3 separate regions of the Mus musculus genome follow, and regions 1 and 2 are each linked to region 3. Evidence: chromatin contacts called from public HiCAR-type and HiChIP or PLAC-seq data. All regions are on one chromosome and are shown on one strand. The core of a region is the stretch at or near the end of the contact, and the rest is flanking DNA. Distances in the headings are between cores, read along the strand shown. Region 1 overlaps Efr3b (EFR3 homolog B). Region 2 overlaps Adcy3 (adenylate cyclase 3). Region 3 holds the start of Dnajc27 (DnaJ heat shock protein family (Hsp40) member C27).

The links. HiCAR-type assays count read pairs that join an accessible place to other places. HiChIP or PLAC-seq counts read pairs in DNA pulled down with a chosen protein or histone mark.
Region 1: a contact with region 3 is called in a HiCAR-type map of astrocytes, with 4 times the contacts expected there. The contact joins the enhancer-like site here to the promoter of Dnajc27 in region 3. A contact is called at or near these places in 10 of 39 promoter capture datasets (the 3T3-L1 cell line, 3T3-L1-derived adipocytes, the HPC-7 cell line and 6 more), 33 of 484 Hi-C or Micro-C datasets (the 3T3-L1 cell line, 3T3-L1-derived adipocytes, B cells and 22 more), 7 of 115 datasets of contacts at active chromatin or transcription factors (astrocytes, bone marrow-derived dendritic cells, bone marrow-derived macrophages and 3 more) and 2 of 9 other capture datasets (adipose tissue and pancreatic islet).
Region 2: a contact with region 3 is called in an H3K4me3 HiChIP or PLAC-seq map of bone marrow-derived macrophages, with 3 times the contacts expected there. The contact joins the enhancer-like site here to the promoter of Dnajc27 in region 3. A contact is called at or near these places in 1 of 39 promoter capture datasets (hippocampal neurons), 10 of 484 Hi-C or Micro-C datasets (the 3T3-L1 cell line, 3T3-L1-derived adipocytes, the C10 cell line and 7 more), 2 of 115 datasets of contacts at active chromatin or transcription factors (bone marrow-derived macrophages and embryonic stem cells) and 2 of 9 other capture datasets (adipose tissue and pancreatic islet).

The regions. Positions count from the first base shown.
Region 1 is chr12:4,005,894-4,008,724 of GRCm38.p6, forward strand. All of the region lies in intron 1 of Efr3b (EFR3 homolog B), which reads right to left. Among named protein-coding and RNA genes, the nearest start is that of Efr3b, 32 kb to the right of the region's middle. Within about 2 kb of position 1,503, at least 69 of the 459 cell types and tissues checked have an H3K27ac peak or open chromatin away from gene starts, as enhancers often do. A contact at or near this core is called in adipose tissue, astrocytes, brain and 5 more, where this site is marked.
Region 2 is chr12:4,207,628-4,210,705 of GRCm38.p6, forward strand. Adcy3 (adenylate cyclase 3) reads left to right here. Exons shown (of 21, transcript NM_138305.3): 15 at 950-1,034; 16 at 1,678-1,836; 17 at 2,567-2,713. It also overlaps a transcript of Cenpo not described here. Among named protein-coding and RNA genes, the nearest start is that of Cenpo, 25 kb to the right of the region's middle. Within about 2 kb of position 1,349, at least 38 of the 459 cell types and tissues checked have an H3K27ac peak or open chromatin away from gene starts, as enhancers often do. A contact at or near this core is called in the HPC-7 cell line, adipose tissue and bone marrow-derived macrophages, where this site is marked.
Region 3 is chr12:4,080,735-4,083,865 of GRCm38.p6, forward strand. It overlaps Dnajc27 (DnaJ heat shock protein family (Hsp40) member C27), which reads left to right and starts at 1,840. Exons shown (of 7, transcript NM_153082.4): 1 at 1,840-2,139. The coding sequence starts at 2,053.

The sequences.
Region 1 (2,831 bases), core at 253-2,752, 75 kb before region 3:
TCAAATGATTAACAAAAAGTTAACAGAAATACCCAGTTAACAAGGCTTCAGTAGCACCCAACAACTTGAAAATTAAACATGGCCAGACTGCCCTGGTCCCCTCCTCCTTCCTCCCCTAGGATTCCTCAGGCCCGATGCAAGGGCTCCTCACAGGACATGTGCATAGATGATTCCCACCCATGGTGTGTGGTGGGGGGTGGGCACTGAGCTCATTTCTCGAGGACATGATGAAGCAGGCATGCTGGAGACGGTGGCCAGGGGTTGGGGTACTCCTTCCGGCACAGCACACACTGCACACCCTGGCCTCCTCCCTGGCCTCTGCATGTCCAGAGCCATCTCACCAGATGACCCTTTCCTGAGGGTCTGGTGTGCAGTCACGGTGAGAGCACGGGCCCAGCTCTGGCTGTTGTAGATCTGATGGCGAACAGCCCGGGGTTACTGGCAGCATCATCTGGTCTCAGTGCTGGGATTCTCAGCCTTGCCAACTTCTGCCCACTGCAGCCTTTTCTCCTGCCTGCCCCCACCCTGTGTTCTTGACCAATCTGTCCCTTTGGCCAGAACTGCCTGTGACAAGTGGAAGATAAAAACAATATCCCAATCCTAAGCATTGCTAAACATTGCAAACTTTTCAAAAATCTAGGCCTTCTCTGGTGACACCTTCTTCCCAGTCCATATGACCTGCAGGTCCTCCAAAACACAAGGCAGGCAGTCTCCTTTGAATTTCTTGTCTTCTTGCCTTGCTGCCTCTGGCTCCCTTAGGCTCATCTTTAACATCCAACAAACCCCAGGGTTTACTGACTGCTTTGGGTTAAAAACTAGGCCAAGATTTCATAAGTATTTCACACAGAGCCTGTCGAGACCCGGGAAGATAGAGGCAGGGTCTGAGAGCTCAAACTGCCCAAGAGCTCACAGCGTGTGTATGACTCTGGCAGGAGGCTCCCTAGCCCCCTCACTGCTATAACTGGAATGCATCCTCAACGGCTCCCCAGGCTCATTCTGCATTGTTCTCTGACGCTGGGTTTAAACCTGATGCGTGGCTCTCTCCTGTCTGTCCAGCCACTGGCCAGTCGTCTTCTTCTCATCCATTTCTGAAGGAGGGAGCATTAAGGCAACTCTGGTTTAGTTTACTCCCAGTTGAAGAGTTAGCATGGCTCCATTTCTGCATCAAAAATCTCAACCCTTGCACTTAGCACTTGACCAGGGAAGCCCATTCAAGGGGGGTGGGGCTGGGGTGTCACCCTATTCCTCAGCCATCCTCCACTGAATTCAGACACTTGCTTAATTCTCTACCTCAGAAGGCTCAGGCCAATGGCAGAGAGCAAAAGGGACAGAGGGTGGGACATGCAGCAAATGAGGTGACAGGGATCCTGGGTACCAGCTGGTGTGGGTGGTGACCAGCAGCAATAAGCACCCTGATTCAGGGCCTGGCCCAGGCTGGCCCTCCTTCCCTAACGCCTCTCTCTGCCAGCAGTCATTCCTTCCTCTCTGCCCACCCTGACTCAGGGCCTGGCCCAGGCTGGCCCTCCTTCCCTAACGCCTCTCTCTGCCAGCTGGAGTCTGCGAGAAGGCATACTTTGCACTGAGTCTTCCAGGCAGAGCTCAGGCTGTTATTTCAGTGATTCATCTTTTCTTCCTCTAAAGCAACTAAATTGTCCAGGTCTCGTGTCCTGCAACCTTGACCTCTGTACAGTATTCTGAGCCCAACAGGCCTGAAGGCTTACTGACATGAGTGTGCCTGCTTTCACCTGCTTTTGATCAGCATGAGACCCAAGGAAGTCCTCTCCTCTTGGCTCTTATTTTCTGTCTTAAAAACATCAGCTCCATCATCCCCATTCACACATACACAAAGCCTTTTTACTCAAAATAGCCCATATTTATTTTCTTCTATAATCTCCCTGTAAAAACAAAGGCTAGACTTGTTCGTCCCTACCAAAGTAAATGGAATTTTAAAAAACAACCAAACAATTCACAATAAAGTCTAACTCAGGGCTAATGGCACAGACGGCCCTTTTAGATGAATTGGAGGAAATGGGACAAAGTTCAGAGAGAAAGGCGGGTCACCCCCATGCAGTGCGTCCCACAAGGACCCAGCTTGTGTTCAATGGACACTGCTTAAACTCCAGCAGCTGTACAGTGTTGCTGAACCATTTGGCCAGGAGAAGGAAGTTAAATATAAACACAGGCTGCCATCAAGGATCCTGTCCTTTAGTTGGGTTAGAGAGGACCCCTTCACCCCCCCCCCAGAGTTGCTGGTGTGGCCCAGTGAGTTCAAGGGGGTCCATCAAGCTGAAGCTATGAGAGTTGGATAAACCCAGAAAAGCACCTAAAGAGGCAAGACTTGAATTGGCTCGTGACAGGTAGGACACCTAATGGAAACTCAAGCCACTGACCAGGGAGGAGATCCATAATCTCCTGGTCCCTTGTTTCTATTTTTAAAAGGCATCATGCTCAGAGACAAATTTATAAAGTAAAATACTGTAATCACATTGTTCAGAAATCGTGATGGACATGGGGAGGGGCATTTGCTCTCTGTCTGTTTCCTTGTTTTCAAATGTTTAAAACACATGCTTGAAATTTGGATCCCACAGGGCACTGTCAAAGCTTACTTTCATCTTGTGTCAGACATGCCCTCACCTTCTCAGTACGTATCCTTCCCTGGAACTCTAATGGCTGCTTGTTATTCAGTCTCTTGACCAAGTGCTGACTTATTTAATCCTTCCTTCTTGTTCCTGATTTCTCACTGCTCAGAGTGAGGCAGCCATTTGCCCTGGGTAATTAAAACCAGAGAGCCACACGGGCGCAACCTGCGTCTGCCCAGTCGGTGATTAGGA
Region 2 (3,078 bases), core at 99-2,598, 130 kb after region 3:
TCAGGGGAAAAAAAAAGAGTCTTAAATGGACACCAGTGAAGGGCATTTAGGCAAGCAAAACAAAACAAAACAAAACAAAACACAAACACAAATTAAAGCCATAACAAACTGTCACTATACCCCACCAATGTGGCAAAAATTTCAAGCTGTTATTAAGGTCAGTGTTAACTCATACACTCTTGGTGGTGGTATAGTTTTAGCCATTTGGATTTGGTTAGGAATAGACCTATGGGGTTGGAGATACAGCTCATTTGGTAGAATGCTTGCCTTAGCATGGAAAAAGCCTGGGGCTCCCCAAACGGCATAAACTGGAAATGGAGGCAGGAGGGCAACCGTTCAAGGCCAGCCTGGGACACATGAGATCCTATCGCAAACAAAACTCTAAAACCCATAATAGCCCTGAAACTCCACTTCTATATACGTCTTAGAGAAGTTCATACATACATATATACCCCACGGTAGACATGCGAGAAGATCTCTAGTAGCCTCGTCATCCATATTACAAAGGACATCAGTGGTAACAGATAAAATGGCCTCTTCATGTAGCAGAGTTGTATACAGTGATGGAAGTTAACTCTAAGTCCACATAAAACTATGGTTAAAGTTAGAAAGGCACCACAGCAAGATTGTAGCCTGGTCCCATTGCTAGGGAGTCTCTTCTTCAAAATCCTACAGTGTATATCTTAGATCCTATATCTTGGATGTGTCAGATGCTAAGCATCTGAGGAACAGGTTAGTGTGAATGGCCTGTAGCCAGGGGAGCTAGGGCTGCTGTTGATTCCAAGTCCAAGCCTAGTCACATGCTGCGGAGGGGGGGGGGGGGGACTAGGAGAGGAACTGAGGTGGGGAAGCTTCTGAAGCCCCCCCCACCGTGATCGATTGATTGATTGTGAATAGCACAGCTGGAGGGGGGCAAAGGCGCACTTCACGGTCCCTCCCGTCTGTCCAGCAGGCTGCCCCTGGTGCCTTCCAAGTACTCCATGACTGTGATGATGTTCGTCATGATGCTGAGCTTTTACTACTTCTCGCGCCACGTAAGTGCCACACCCTCTTCTGTGGTAAGGGCCTCCCAGCAAGCTATCCTAGAACTCAGAAGCCCAGGCACCTAACAAGCAGCAGCTCCTTCACCTAACATGGCCCATGGGATGCACCAGCTCTGCTGTGCCCCGCTTCTTCCTCTGTCCTCCTCCAGGATGACCCTAGGCAGGCTCGAGGCCTCTGCACTCACCCGGGTATGGGTGATGGGGGTGTTCACTGAAATGCTAGCCTTGGAGTCAGAAGAGAAAGGGAAAGGCCCTAATGAAGTTCTGTTCGGTAAAGAGGAAGTATCCATACAAGGACAGTTAGCTTGGATGCCCCCAAGTGGTTTGCCAGGAAAGTACAGCTCCCTCAGATCCCTTCATAAATGGAGCTGCTAGAGATGGGGATGCCTCCTGGTTCTGGCAGAACCCTCTTTGTGACCCCTACGCCCCAGCCCAGCTTGGATCTCTACTGTATCAAGAGGCCCAGGTCCTTAATGCAACTGTGGGATGTCATTTTGATTAGGTGACTCCTTGCAGCTCTTCTGTCATTTAGTGGCCTCCTTCCAGTGTTATCCTACACGATATTCAATACCCCGTTCTAAACCTTTCCACTGGATGGCTTTAGAGCACACAGCTCACCTGACCTATGTTGTAGGTGGAAAAACTGGCCCGAACACTGTTCTTGTGGAAGATTGAGGTCCATGACCAGAAAGAACGTGTCTACGAGATGCGCCGATGGAACGAGGCCTTGGTCACCAACATGTTGCCTGAGCATGTTGCACGCCATTTTCTGGGGTCCAAGAAGAGAGATGAGGTAAGAGGATGTCATGTGGAGCTTATTCTTTCTCTGAGGAGCACTGAGTCAAGGTCCCTTTAAAACTGGGATTGGAAGTCCAAGTATGGCTGGACATAACCAGAAACAAACCAAGAGATATTCCCAGGGTCTCTGCTACACAATATTGCTGGTATGCTGCATCTCGGGACCCCCTACAGAACCAGAGTGCCCCTCCTGCCAATAACACCTTCTCAAACCAAGGTGGCTGACCACCCCACTCACCTTCCCTGGAGAGGTTTCTGTTATTGGGATGAAACACCGTGGCCATAAGCAACTTGGGGAGGAAGGGTTTATTTCATCTTACACTTCCAGGCAGGCAGTCCATCACCAAAGGCAGGCAGGACAGGGACAGATGCAGGGGCCATGGAGGAGTGCTTCTCATTCTAACCATTCAAAGTTGAGTTCAAACAGTTGAGTACACACATCCTGTGAGGCCAACCGAAGCTCCCGTAGTTCACCATCCTACCAGGCAGCCATCTCTCGAGTGCTTGGACCTTCTCTGTGAGGTGTATGCACGCGTGTATGCATGTGTTCACATGGAGGCTGAAGGTTCTTTACTGCTTGTCCCAATATGTGGAAGGAGTGTCTCTTGCAGAACCTGTGGCTCTCTGTTAGTGTGACTAGCCAGCTGGCTTCTACTCCCCATGCACTCAACCCTGGTCCTCCCGTTTGCACAGCAGTATCCCAGGCTGACCTTGCCTCTTTTTAGGAGCTGTACAGCCAGTCTTATGACGAGATTGGAGTCATGTTTGCCTCCTTGCCCAACTTTGCTGACTTCTACACTGAGGAGAGCATCAACAACGGCGGCATCGAGTGTCTACGCTTCCTCAATGAGATCATCTCTGATTTTGACTCTGTGAGTGTCCTCCTGTCAGAGCTAGCTCCTTTTGTATCACATCTCAGACAAGTTCTATACATTTCCCACGTGAGTCTTTTACAGTAACTGGGCTTCTGCGGCCATCTAGAACTCACGAGTCTGAGGGCTGAGGCAGAATCCTGGGGTGACCCTGGCAAGTTCATGGGGCTAAGGATTGTCCTCTCTCCTACCTCAAGCCCCTATTAAACATTGACTACATACTTTTTCTTAGGACTTCCACCACCTAAGGAAACTAGCCATTTAACTTAAGTTTATGGTAACTGAGGCTGAGGCTCACATGCCCAGGTAGCAGGGAATGAACAAAGGCAGTATAGGAGAGTGTCTCTCAGATACATTGTTGGGCC
Region 3 (3,131 bases), core at 590-3,089:
GACTTCCCTGGCCTCCTTTCTTGGGGCCAGTGAAGTCACCTGCCTGAGAGCAGCTTCCCAGTGACCCTGCCTTTAATATATTCCAATCTGGTTTGAATTGGCTCATTTCACTAGTAGCTGAGAAATAACAGATCAGATGGTGCCGAAACACAGCAGTTTACATCTCCTACAGTATTTCCCAGGGCCACATATTACATTGTTATGCCAATTATTGGAAAAGGTTCTATCTTTTTTTTCTTCAAAAAAAGCATTTAATATTTTAAATTAAGCATGCTTGAAACTGACTTAAAGTAACTACTGTCATCCACTGTGTCTTCCCAGACTTGGTTTAAGATGTTTAAAGCCCTGTGGGAGCAGAAACCTTCACCTTGGGATTACTGAGAAATTGTCAGCCATCTTTGTCAATCTCTGTTTACATCTGTAACTGAAATTATTGACTAAAAGAATAGTGTGTCTGTCAGACTGACTTTCATTCTAACAGTTGCTTTCCATAAGAAGTTATCGTAAAATTTATGATTCTACCTTATCTACCTTATCTTGTCAGGTAAGGGGAAAGGGAACAAGATTCTGGGTTAAGCCTGGATGTTGGCAGCTGTGAGAATCCCACACCATCACAGAGCTGGACAAACCTTAAGAACTATCCAGCCAGTCTTCCTCCTGAGGATGGGGGCCATTAGACTGATGCCAGAGAGGGAAAATTAACACACACACACACACACACACACACACTGCCTCTGCTCCAAAAGGCAACTCTGGTTTTCAACCAGGAAAGAGTCTTGTTCAAGGTCCTTTTCCAGAACCAGGGTCAGACTCCCAATTCTCATCTGATGCTACCTTCTTCGATGAAGCCTTTGCAGGCTGTCTGCAGATTGAAGCAACCGTCCATTAAGAATAATCAGGGGAGGGGTGATTATGTACTAAACAGATACTTTTTTGTGTGTGATTATTCCCTAAAGGACAACAATATAGACTAACAACTATTTACATAAGAATGATATTTACATTGTAATAGCATTTACTTTGTATTGAGTAGTTATGCTGGCTTTCTTGGGTTTTGGGTAGAAGCCAAGAAACTCACTTCTGTAAGAAAGCAGGCTGAACGGAGCCATGAGGAGCAAGCCACTAGGCAGCACTCCTCCACAGCCTCTGCATCAGCTCCTGCCCCCAGCTTCCTTTCCTATCTCTCCTGTCCAAATTTTTTTTGATGTGTAAGCCAAGTTAAACCCTTTTCTCCCCAAGTTGCCTTGGTTATGGTGTTTCTTCACAGCAACAGTAACCCTAAGACAGTGGGGCAGATAATGTGAGATGACACAAGTAGGCTGAGGATGTGCATAAGTTACATAAAGCTTTCTACACATGTACAATTTATACATAAAGGTTTTTATATATTTATTTTGAAACAGGATTGCACAATATAGCTCCACCTGGCCTTGAACTCATAGAGATCCGCCTGCCTCTGCCTCCTGAGTGCCAGAATTAAAGCGTGCGTTTGCTCGGATACCATCTTTAGGTGACTGGGACATCCGCAGAATCCACTGTGATCCTGGGCTCAGTCCTCTGCAGAAACTGTAGTCTGCAGTCACTGTACTGACGGAGAGGAGGATGGCAGCAGAGGCACCCATCGGTGAAGATTCCAGGAAAAAAAAAGCCTTTGGCATGACTGGGCCTTACACTAAATGTCAAAAACTCCCCGTGACAGCCGCTCTATTTCTGCCACCATGTACAGACCAATCTTGATGCCAGGCAAAGAAACCCCAATCGCCTGCAACCGGGCCGCACTGGCCCAACAGGACCCCAAGACCCAGTCCTCCCGGGCCCCGCAATGACGTCACGGCGCGCAGTCATCGCGAGACTCCGCTCGCCCTCCGCGGCTCGCCGCTTCCCAACCGCCCTCGTCCGTCCGCGGCCAGGCAGCGGTGGGGATGGCGAGCCGCGGAGCCAGGGTGGTGACGAGCACAGCGGCTCCGTCATTGGGCGAGGAGGCCTGAGGGACTCCAGGCTGGCTGGGTGCGTAAGGACACCACAACCCGCGGCCCCGGCAGAGCGAGGGCGATGGAGACCAACGTGCCGAAGAGGAAGGAGCCCGCCAAGTCCCTCCGCATCAAAGTCATCTCCATGGGCAACGCCGAAGTGGGGAAAGTGAGTACCGCGTGCTGCGAGGGCAGGACCTCCGCGTGCTGTGAGAGCGACATTCCCATTGGCTAGGAGAGCCGCCACTCAAAAGCTTGAAGCTCCGCCTCCTCTCTGCTTAGTTTAGCATCCTGAGCTCACTGGGGCTTGCGGCCTCCAGAGGAAAACTATCTTGACCTTTTTGACCTTTGGGCTGCTGGCTCTTTACTGACGTCACTGTCCCTAAAAGGTGTCAGGGTGGCCTCTGATCTTTGATTGTAATTTGAAGGTAGTAATTAGATTCCGATGTCGAATGATCAGTTTACATACCAAATCTGTTTTTCCCCTGAGAGGGGACGAGGTCCTGCGGGTTGGGGAGAGTGGTTGCCAGCCTTGCTGTTTAAAGAGATGCCAGGGAGGTGTTAGATTCTAAAAAATGTAGCCCTGAACAGCCTGGAGTCTATGTTCCCACCACCAGAGCACAACAACCTAGTGTGTTTCAGGGGACATGCACTGACAGCCCTAGATCTTGTGTTTTTAATTTTTTGTATTGTCACGTCCATTTTTCTCGGAGGAGTCTTTTTTTTTAAAAAAATACCATCTTTCTGAGTGTATCATTTCTGTATCATTTGCTGCTTATTAGCTACTAAACTTCCTCTCATCTGGGAAGGGAGGCCTTTCCTAAATGAATTTAGATGCCAGTTACTCGTTTTCTTCCCTTAACGTTGGGAAACTGTTGGTTAAGAATTCCCAAGGTCGACAGACAGGGAAGGCATCCGAAGTGGAGTCTTCACTAAACCAAACGCAGAAGACCTCTAATGGGAGCGTTTGCATACTACTATGTAAGCCAGTGCTCTGTGCTAGAAGATGCTCAGGAAGTGTTTATTGCTGTTATACAATTTAGCGTGCTCCCGTTCTACATATGGACCTTCATGTATGTGTTAACAAAACAGTTGCTGAAGATTAACATTTATTGACTATTGACTATTTTCCAGCTCTGTTTTACAAAGGCAGGAGAGTTG